Regions from separate parts of the Triticum aestivum genome. Here region 2 is linked to region 1. Evidence: chromatin contacts called from public Hi-C data. All regions are on one chromosome and are shown on one strand. The core of a region is the stretch at or near the end of the contact, and the rest is flanking DNA. Distances in the headings are between cores, read along the strand shown.

The links. Hi-C and Micro-C count contacts between places; a contact is called where the count stands out from the background.
Region 2: a Hi-C map of leaf shows a contact between it and region 1, with 5 times the contacts expected there. The contact joins the enhancer-like site here to the promoter of LOC123052505 in region 1. A contact is called at or near these places in 3 of 5 Hi-C or Micro-C datasets (leaf and an unstated tissue).

Annotation. Positions count from the first base shown.
Region 1 is chr2D:191,894,497-191,899,874 of IWGSC CS RefSeq v2.1, reverse strand. It overlaps LOC123052505, which reads left to right and starts at 3,014. Exons shown (of 6, transcript XM_044475704.1): 1 at 3,014-3,488; 2 at 3,603-3,758; 3 at 3,874-3,936; 4 at 4,582-4,617; 5 at 4,773-4,915; 6 at 5,213-5,378. The coding sequence starts at 3,703. The coding sequence ends at 5,352. It overlaps LOC123052504 (cysteine-rich receptor-like protein kinase 6), which reads left to right. Exons shown (of 7, transcript XM_044475701.1): 2 at 390-524; 3 at 695-825; 4 at 905-1,115; 5 at 1,213-1,450; 6 at 1,525-1,675; 7 at 1,782-2,347. The coding sequence ends at 2,120.
Region 2 is chr2D:192,060,117-192,065,494 of IWGSC CS RefSeq v2.1, reverse strand. No RefSeq gene overlaps it. Among protein-coding and RNA genes, the nearest start is that of LOC123052508, 90 kb to the left of the region's middle. Within about 2 kb of position 3,229, at least 5 of the 8 cell types and tissues checked have an H3K27ac peak or open chromatin away from gene starts, as enhancers often do. A contact at or near this core is called in leaf, where this site is marked.

The DNA.
Region 1 (5,378 bases), core at 1,765-4,264:
CCGGGCCAGGCGTGCATGCTTGGCTGATTGCTAGCCATAGAAACTCTTCTGGAAAGGGTGCGTGTTGGAATTTATAGCACTCTTGACTCTTCCATGATTTGGTCTAAATAGGTATATTGACGAACAAAATATCTTGTTTATCTTCTGGTGCTGGTGCATGAGCATATGGGTTTTTCCTCTTTAGACGGGCCATTCTCATTTCCCATCCCACAAGCTTTTCAAGGCAATGCAAATAACATGGTGTTGGCTAGTTGGAATTTATAGAAGAAGTTGCAACTAAAAGCGTAACTGCAGTTTTCCCCCCTTCTTTTCTTCTATGAATCACTATCTGCGATTCATAGAAAGAGGACTTTTTGTTCCATTCACTGACTGGCGCCTGCCGTTTACAGGAAGCACAGGGAACAGAACGGCTAGAATTTTAGCTATTACGCTGCCGATAGTTGCTGCAATACTGGCTGCTGTTGTAATTTGCCTTTATCTATGGAGGAGGAAGAGCAAACCGGCGCGAAAGGCATCACTATCATGTAAGTCCTTTTTTTTTTTTGCAAAGCATGCAAGTCCTTTCTTGTTCACAAATGGAATCAGTTTTTTAAAACGTTTCTCTACAATCGAAGCCAAGGTTTTCCTTTTGGCATTTGAAAATAGTTACCTCGTGTATTACACCATTATTAAAGTGCCTTTTCTCTTATCATAGATCCAACTAATCCAGAGGACATACAGAGTATCGATTCACTCATTCTCGATCTATCAACTCTACGAGCCGCAACGGATAACTTTGATGAAAGGAATAAACTTGGTGAAGGAGGGTTTGGTGTGGTTTATAAGGTGCTAATCATATCATTTCACAAAGGCTTTTTATTCTGCATATTGCACTTTTAGTAAATAAATATCTCCATTTGTACAGGGAATCCTTCCTGACAATGAAGAAATAGCAGTTAAAAGGCTCTCACAAAGCTCTCGCCAAGGGATAGAGGAGCTCAAAAATGAGCTTGTTTTGGTTGCTAAGCTTCAACACAAGAATTTAGTGAGACTTCTTGGTGTTTGCTTGGAGGAACAAGAAAAGTTACTTGCGTATGAATACATGCCCAACAAAAGCCTTGACACCATTCTTTTTGGTAGGGTAACTCACCAAAACATTTTGCAACAGTGAAACAAACAACTACTGTAAAATATATTGTGTACTGTTCTGATGTTTTTTCTCCTGTGTGATAGATCCTGATAGGAGCAGTCAGCTTGATTGGGGGACGAGATTTAGGATAGTCAATGGGATTGCTCGAGGCTTACAGTACCTTCATGAAGATTCTCAGCTGAAGATAATTCACCGGGACCTCAAAGCGAGCAATGTTCTTTTAGACTCTGAATTTAATCCGAAAATTTCAGATTTTGGCTTAGCAAGGCTATTTGGCAGTGACCAATCCCATGATGTCACCAACCGTGTCGTCGGAACCTAGTAAGTGCTGGTGACATTGCTCTTATAAGATATTTCAGAGCGCATGAGTCCGTAACGTGATGTTGTTATTTCAGCGGATACATGGCCCCTGAGTATGCTATGCGTGGGAATTACTCTATCAAGTCAGACGTGTTCAGCTTCGGCGTCTTGATTTTAGAAATCGTCACTGGAAAAAGAAACAGCGTCGCATATGACTCCGAGCAAGCTGTGGATCTCTTAAGTTTGGTGAGTACTTTGAGTTTTTGACTGTTATAAACTTCGGCTTCTACGAAAAGCTACAATTTGTAATAACAATAAGAGCAATTTGTGATAATCCATCTACCGAATGCAGGTGTGGGAGCACTGGACGATGGGAACAATTGTAGAGATCATGGATTCGTCTATGACAAGCCATTCTCCTGGAGACCAGATGCTCAAGTGCATGCACATCGGACTTCTGTGTGTTCAAGAAGACCCCGCTGATAGACCGATGATGTCGGTTGTGACTGTCATGCTAAGCAGCAGCACTGTGTCTCTCCAAGCTCCATCAAGGCCAGCATTTTGCATCCAAAAGAGTGGCATGGACTACTCAGGCATGCACACGGATCCATATCCAGGAGTTTCGCATTCTACCAGCAGATCACCTATGTCACCGAACGAAGTTTCGATTACTGAACTTGAGCCGAGATAAGTCCGAGACTGATGATGTATTCATTATGTACACCATTCTTGCCAAAATAACCTATTTTGATGTAGGGAAAGACCCTACATCATATGTATAATCTACTCGACACCCTGGTGGTAGAAATTTTACTGAGCGATGGCATAATACGCCAGTGTAATTATATTGTTGGGGTTGTCTATTTGTCGGGTTACGGCAACATTTTAAGATACGCTATCATTTCATCTTGTGGATCACTATCCTGTTATAAGGCTTATGTTGAGTCTCCATATGAAATTCGTGGTCCAAAAGGTGAACTTGAACTTCCAATAAAATAGAAATCCATTATATCCCTCGTGATAGTAATATCATCTTTTTCTTCTTTCTAGAAAGTTAACTTCAAGTCTTGTTGCTATTTTTGGCTGAAGATCGATGAGTTTGGTCCTGCAATTGCAGAGCCAAATAACTTCGTCTTTGTAAGATTGCGAAAAACATGCCCAAGGATTCTCTTTAAAAATTTGCCTAAGGTTTGGTTTTCTTTTTCTGAGTGCTGCCCAAGGTTTTCTTTTTTTCTTTTTTTGAGGGGTGCCTACGGTTTGGTGAAACCTCACATGGGAATTGTTAAAATTTTCCAAGCAAAAATTGGAAGGGTCACCAAGCCAATGTGGAGTGCGAGGCATCGGCTTATGACCTGTAGGCTGTAGCCCTGGCACGCGGGCGCGTCTACTTATCTCTACTCCTAATGTCTCAGTTGGTAGTCTGCGTTTCGGGTTTTATTTTCGTCCCACCTAATACGGTCTTTTTTGGTACTTCTTTGGTACTTGCTCCCACCTCCCGCTCAGTCGCAAAAAACCAATGAAAACCCCGCGATCGAGTCCCGCAGACGCCCAACCTCCACTGGTTTATTTTCGTCCTCCCTCGACCTGCGAAAAGAAACCAACGAAAAAAGATCGAGGCCCCCTCGCACGAACCGGGAGCGAGGCCTCCTCGCGAAAAAAAATATCTGACGATCCAGGCTGCCCTCGATCGTCTCGCTACGAGGACGAGAACCATGCCCCAGCCGCCATAGTGGAGCCCTACGCCGCCGCCGAGATCGGAGAGGAGCCGCCGCCGCCGAGGTTCGAGAGGAGCTGGCCACCACGACCTCCCTCCCCAGGCGGCCGCCACCACCCCCTCCCCAAGCAGCCATGTACAGCAGGGCGGCGCCCACGCGCCTGGCCTATGTAGGTCTCGGCCTCCCTCCTCCCTTCGTCCAAGGCCAGGAGCTCCCCCTCCCCGACCCGATCTGGTGGAGAGAGGGCCAGGCCTTGCCACTCCGGTGGTCGCTATGGCCAGATCTGTCCGGGGTAGTCGCCGTAGAGCCTCTATGGCGGCGGAGTAGCAGCAGCCCGACAGAAGGTGGGTGCCAGATCGTCGTCCAGCAGCTCGCCGTCGGAGCTTCTCACTACAGGCGATGGAGGCCGGTGCTACTCGGTCTATCTATGATGTTTGTTTCCTGTGTTTACATGGCAGAGTGATTGCTGCACTGGCTTTTGGCTATGGATGCAAGTTGGGAACTCATTCAGTGATTTGAGGGTGCAGGTAGGGATGATGCTGCGGATGGGATGGGAAGATGTGTGTGTGTGCTAGCTGCTTCACATACGACTCAGAGAAAGAATTGCTTTGCAGGTACACACTTGCTGCAAACTGATGTATTGAACTTTCAGGGATTTTGATTGGTCGCCCAAATAACCCATTCTCCTTTTGTTGATATTTATGAAGGAGATCATTATTTCTCTTTTAGTTTCAGGTTGCCAACATCACGAATTTCATACTTATGGAGTGGAGCCACCAAACAATTTATGAGGTAAAATCACTATATACATATTGTTTTCCCACCGCTGCTTCAAGCGACACGCATTCGTTGCAAAGAAATCGGCATCACCTGCGTGCTTGCTTGTGTTTGTTTCTAGCCGGCAAGAATCCATCGAGTCTTCCTCTATGTGTGCAACCTTGCCAGTGTGTGAATCAATCAAGGCAAGGGCAAGCAACCAACATTAAGCATGTGCGAGTCTTGCCGGGATCTGATCTATCAACTCGTTCAGCCAGCTTTGCACCATGTGCACGTCGTCCATGCTAGAAAAGCACTTGGCAAGTGGACGGCTCCATTGGCCATGCGTCAACAATTCAAATCATTATCTATACTCGATAGACACATACTTTTTTATGCAATTCTGAATTTATGGAAGCAGAAGAACTGATTATGTGAATTAAATATCTAATCCCATGTGTAGGTGCTATCTAACTGTTGTGATTATTTATGCGCATATAACTTGCAGGTAGATAACTCTATAGTATGAAGACTTAAAAATACGAGTGCATGTCATTGGTGTTTTGAATCCATCTTCCATCACTTCTAATACTTTTGTATTACATAATACTATTTTTTCAGCATTTGATTGACATATCGATGGTATTTGTAATAAATTTCTTTCTTTAAATTCTTTACCAGGAAATATGTTGAAGCACCGAATGTATTCCATTTGCAGTTAGTATTGTCCCCAGTTCTGCTTGATTTGATTTTTATTTCCCATCAGTTTTGTGTTTTGTCAGAGAATGGTTTCTCTTTACCTGTGGTAGTCCCTGTACTCAGGTAAATCCTTTTGCATCATTTCACTATTGGTTTTGTTGTAATTGTATTAGATTTCCGCCATGGACGCCGCCTCGCTCATGGGCTCCTCCTCCACCGACGCACGCACCGACGGGGAGCACCGGATGGGCATCACCATCATGGGCGTCTGCTACGACGGCGGCGTCCTCGCCGCTGACACTCAGGACCAGCACCGGTACCCCCCCCCCTCGCGGATCCAACAGCAGCGGCTAGGTCAGGGTCGGAGATGGCGCATCGGCCATCCGATTCCGCCGGTCGTAGATCAAACAGAGGGCGTGATAAAGTCCAGCAGAAGTGGTGGCCGGGATTTTTACTGTTAATTCGATCTGCAAAACAGTGATCAATATAGTATATGTGCAGTAAAATAGACATGTTGCTGATAGTGTTGTAGTAGTGTGTGATTTGGTTGCATAGTTTTCTAATGGAAACAAGTGAAAAACTCTTTGATTTTCTGATTTCTTTATGCTTGCAGAGAGGTTCCACGACTTCGGTTTGGCTATCATCAAAATTGGAGGAGAGCCCGATGCATTGGAGAGCATCATCCGCGAGTTCCACAGGATCGAATTGAGCGAAGTAGCATTTCTGGTAAAATGGATAGATAGGGGTCTCTAACAGATGTTACCATATGTTATTGAATC
Region 2 (5,378 bases), core at 1,980-4,479, 170 kb before region 1:
AAAAAGGAAAACTCCCAAGTTGCGACAAGTGACGCACATATAACACACCACTTATCATGACCTGGGGAGGTGGAAGTGATCTTTGGAAGGAGTACTCCTTAATTAGTGATTTCGGACGCGTTCGCTATTTTCTTTTATTACTCACTTTTCTGCACATATTGGCTTGAAGAAATACCTGCCTAATAATAAAGGGGATATTGTTTCTGGCGGTATGTCACCAAAATTGTCCAAAAATTGTAAAATATTACGTACCGATGCCATCTATAATCTTTTTATGGGTATAATGCAACATAAGTGACAAAAAAATGTTTCACATAGAGGAATCCCCGCCTAGGCCAGCCCATATAGTAGGAACCTTCTACACTACGCTCTGCGCGCTGGCGAAGACACAACGCGCCTGTTTGGGCCGGCCCATGTCCGGTCGGCCTGTTTTTAAATTTTCGTTTTTTTCGTTTTCCTCTTCTTCCTTTTTCTACTTTAAATAATTCAAGACGTTAAAAATTTACGAAAATTAAAAAAAATGATAATTAAAAAAATTCAAAATATAAATGTTTGTGGATTCAGAAAATGTTTGCGATTTAAATAATTATAAATACAGAAAAATTTCGCAATTTTGAAAATAAATATTCTGGAAATCAAAAAATTTCCATGCTTTTTATCTAAAGTTTGTGTATTAAAAAATATTAGTGAAATTAAACAGAATTTTGCCAATGAATTGAAAAATATCCTAAAATTCAAATATTGTCCGTGACTTACAAATAGTTTGTTGATTCATAAAATGTTCGCTGATTCAAAATATGATCATGCATTTGAAAAAATTTCATTAAATCTAAAAAAGGTTCGTGAATTTCAAAAATTGTTCCACCAATTTGAAAAAAATGTTCATCGATTCTAAAAATGTTCGCCTATTCAAGAAAAATGTTTTAATGATGAAAAAAATTAAAATATGTTTGCAAATAGTATAAAATGTTCATGAGTTTAGCAAATGTTCGAAAAACTGTAAAAAGGTTCACAATTTTAAAAATGTACACGATTTCATATATGTTCACGAGTTTAAAAAAAGTTCATGATTTTCAAAAGTTGTTCACGGTTTCAAAAAATGAGAGTCATAGTGTATCTCGGTGATACAGCAAAATGCGGTCATGGCCATTAAAGATTATGATTTTTTTTCTCCCGTTACAACGCACGGACCTTTTACTAGTAGAAAAAAAAAATACTCCTGGGGGATTTGAACCCTCAACCTCCCCGCAATTAGCACAAGTCACTGACCATAGGAACATGAATCAATTGTTAAGAGAACTTTGATAAACAAATCTTTAACAAATGCTCGCTCAGGTCAGCAATAAAAGAATAAAGGAAAACTAAAACCCTATTGTGTACTAGCACATGATGCATCATACATATGAATTTTTTTTGTGAACTTGCAACACCCATTGTATCTAGAGTTTGGAACCGAAAGTACATTCAATTTATTCCTACTAGATTTTTTTAACTTCATAGCAATCAATGTTTATTAATTCCTTTAATGGATTAAAGGCTAACTTATTCCTACTAAAATTGCTCAATCGCTGTTAAAAAAATTTCTGACATTTGGCTAACTTATTCAAGATTTACCTAACCTTGCTGCAAGACCCATGGAATTCTTTGGATAATCAACATTTGGTTGTATTTTTTTCTATGAATGAATGATCATGTTTCGTACGGACGAAAGCAACTTTAGCCAAATGTTATTGCATGTTACTCCTAGTTCTTACCTTAAGTCTCAAATCTCACTGCTAGCATCATACTCCCTTCGTCCGGAATTACATCTCGCTCAAACAAATATATCTAGCACTAATTTCGGATAGTGCTAGATATATCTGTTTGAGCGACAAGTAATTCCGGATGGAGGGAGTAGTAGTGTTTGGACATCAGAATACTTTGGTTTGTGCAGTAAGAAGATTTATACATTTATAAACCAAACTGAAGCATTTCTAGCAAAGTTGCTAAATCTCACCGCCTTAAAAAACCCGGGTATTATAACAAATAGAGAGCAGCCCGATTTATTTTAGATAATTGACTAAAACAGACGGCAAGATCCCATTCTAGCATATTCCCTAAATCTCCCTCAATACTAAAAAAATGTCAGAAACATTTTTAAAACGCAATGTACATTTTTTCAATCAATTTTTTAAATTAGACATTTGTTTAAATGTCATGTACTTTTTCAAAATGCGTGTACATTTTTTTAGTTACATAAATATTTTTACTACAATGTTTACTTTTAAAAAAATGACACGTACTTTTCCTTGTAACACATAAACATTTTTAAATGTCAGAAACACCAGAATATAAGTTATTTTTTTACATAGAAGAAAAGAAATAACAACATAATATGTTTAGTCCTTGTGAGGATATCATGTGTCGTGGTAGTCTGGTTGTTATTTCACAACATTACCACAAGGTCACAGTTTTGAACCACGGGTATACCTTTTTTATGGTTAGATTTCGTCTTCAAAGTATTATTTTTGGTGCGCGTTCATAGGATATAAATAGATCAGAGTTGTGCTATCTAAACATTAACCCCGGTTGTAATATGATACGCATGCTTGTTCATAGTATTTTTTTTAAAAAGATAGCAAGAACCATACCTCTTGAGCAAAGGAACAGTGCAGGAAAAAACGATTTGTTCAACGCTAATGGCTTTACTTTTGGTGAGCCACCTTGGAGCTACGCAAAACTGCTTAATAGTGATGGAGCTACGTCGAATTCGGGTGAGGAGGTGATCCGTCATTTTTTTCCTTTCGTGGCTGCTGTGTTGGTGCCGGAGGCAGGTGACATAAGTTGGTGTTAAGTTCAGCAATGCTCTGCTATCTTTTCAGTTTTGTCATGTTGGTCTTTACGTGACTTGTACTTTATTTTTCATGATATGAATGAGACATGTATTATCATGAAAAAAAAACAGTGCAGGATAAAGCGGCCTGTTACAAACATACCGATGCATGTATCCGCATGATGAGGACAAAGTCAGTCAAGTTTGATATAAATTTGCCTTAGATCATCTACAGGCGAACCTGTCAAACACATCTCAAACGCCCAGGAATACCTTCCTGTCGCTTCGATTCTTTCCCTGCGCCATGTTGCGTCTGCCATTGCTGTCGTCGGGTCGACACGGCCGATAGCTGCCACCGAAGCTGGCTGAGTGGCTGGGCCCCGTGAGCATTTATAGGTGGTCCCACGATTTCAGAACCACCAATGACTCGCTAACGGAAAATTGTGCGGTTCCAGTTGGTACCGGCAACCCGCTAGCCTATCAATTGGTGACACCTCATATCATATATTAACTCTTATGTTGTATAAAAGATTTTCACTGTTTATGAAATATTAGTATTTCAGTAGCTGGTCCACCACCAGAGTACTACTTTTGTCAGTCTAGCGGGCCTGGAGTACTACCTTTTGTGAGACAAGGAGGCGTATGCATCAGTCTCTTCTCTCTCCCTTGCAAACAAATCCATAGACTTTATTTCATAGTAGCAAATTAAAAATACTAATATCTTTTGAACCATAAGTTCGTATTTGAAATAATTTATATATTTAAATTCTTAATGCTAAGACCTTTAAAACTAGACCGATCTTCGATACATTTCAAACACATTTAAATTTCAACATTTCACATTTGGTATGTGGACTAACACATTTCATTTCAGAAAATGTGAAACAAGCCAATAACATATTTCAGAATTGCGAAATAGCAACCACCGAAAGTGAAATTATAATGTATCATTGTGAAACTAATTATTCGAAAATGTGAACAGTGTATTTCACTTTCTCTGCTTACTATTTCACAATTCAGAACCAACATTTCACTTTTCACCGGCTTCTTTTGAAAAAATAACACCTATTTCAATTGTACATTTCTCAAATAACCTGTTTCACTCTTTTGTAATAAATTGTTTCAGATTTTCAAATAATTTGCTTCACAATGATAAATTATAATTTCACCTTTTGTAGTTACAAGTTCACAGTTCAAAACCTAGATTTCACTTTACAAAGAGTGTTTCACAAAAAACATATATTTCAACTGCACATTTCTCACATAAACTATCTCACTATTTTGAAATAAATGGTTTCAAATTTTAGAATAATCAGTTTCATAAATGATACATTATAATTCACTTTCTGTGGTTGCTATTTCATAATGCAGAAGCTATATTTTTCTTTTCAGTGTCTTGTTTCATGAAAAGCACATCTATTTCAGTTGCTTATTTTCTAAACTAGTAGAATGCACGTGTGTTGCTACGGGCTATGATGCATATATAAATAAATTAAATAAATAATTAGGGTTATCTTCAAGGTCGAAGCTCATTTCTCCCTCATACGCTCGGGCGTGTTTCAATATTAGACAAGTGCCCAGTAGGCTCCCCAGAATTTAAACGTCTGGATAGTCCAGGCTCCCCAAATCCATATCATATATGGGGGAGAAATATGGATGTCTGGACTATTTCTCCATGTTATCTCCAACACACAGACCCAACAGCAAAAACCCCACTCCACGGCACACCCTTCCCTTTTTTCCTATCAGACCCTCCATTTCCTACTCGATTTTTCGTCATACTGGGACATTTCTCACTTGAGCCCTCACTTTAGAACCAGATGATGTTCACCTCACCTCCGCGTGCGTTTCAACATGTATGAAACTTTTTATATTTACAATATAATAGAGCGGGTAGAGCTAACATATACTATTAACACAAAACAACAAATAACTATAGAGCTAATTCTCAAAGGTCCATTCAACTTTGCAAATTAAGACTGACTTGTAAAGCGAGTGGCAACTTGAACATATTCCTCGTCTCCAATAAGCTTCACCTCTAGCCCACGCAACATTCACTGCTAGAAGTACTTATCGTTCTTCTCTTCCTCTTCCTCTTCCTCTTCCTTCCCTACATCTTTTATTCCTAGCCTCTTCGTCAATCTTCGTTGGCGCCAACAAACACCACGTCAATATCAGTGTGTTCGTCAATGACGTCTCATATTTTCCTTCCTCCTTCTGTGCTAGTTTTAGTTCTCGATCCTACTTTTTTATAGGATACTCTTCCTTTATTTTTTCGCTTTATTTTCTGGAACATTCTTTTCTTCTCCAACACAATGGATCATTTGGCTACTTTAATTCTTTTTCCTTCTTATTCCTGTAACACTCTTTCTTTCTACTACAAAATGAACCACCTGGCCACTGTAGTGTCATGATGGGGGAAATATCTAGTACTCCCATCCCTAGGGTGTTCCCGGTGCTCCAAACTCGGTAGCACATTTTAAAGTGTTAAAATTATGAAAAAATCCAGCACATTGACACAACATCAATGTATGTTGTTAAGAAAAATCAAATCAAAATTCAAAAC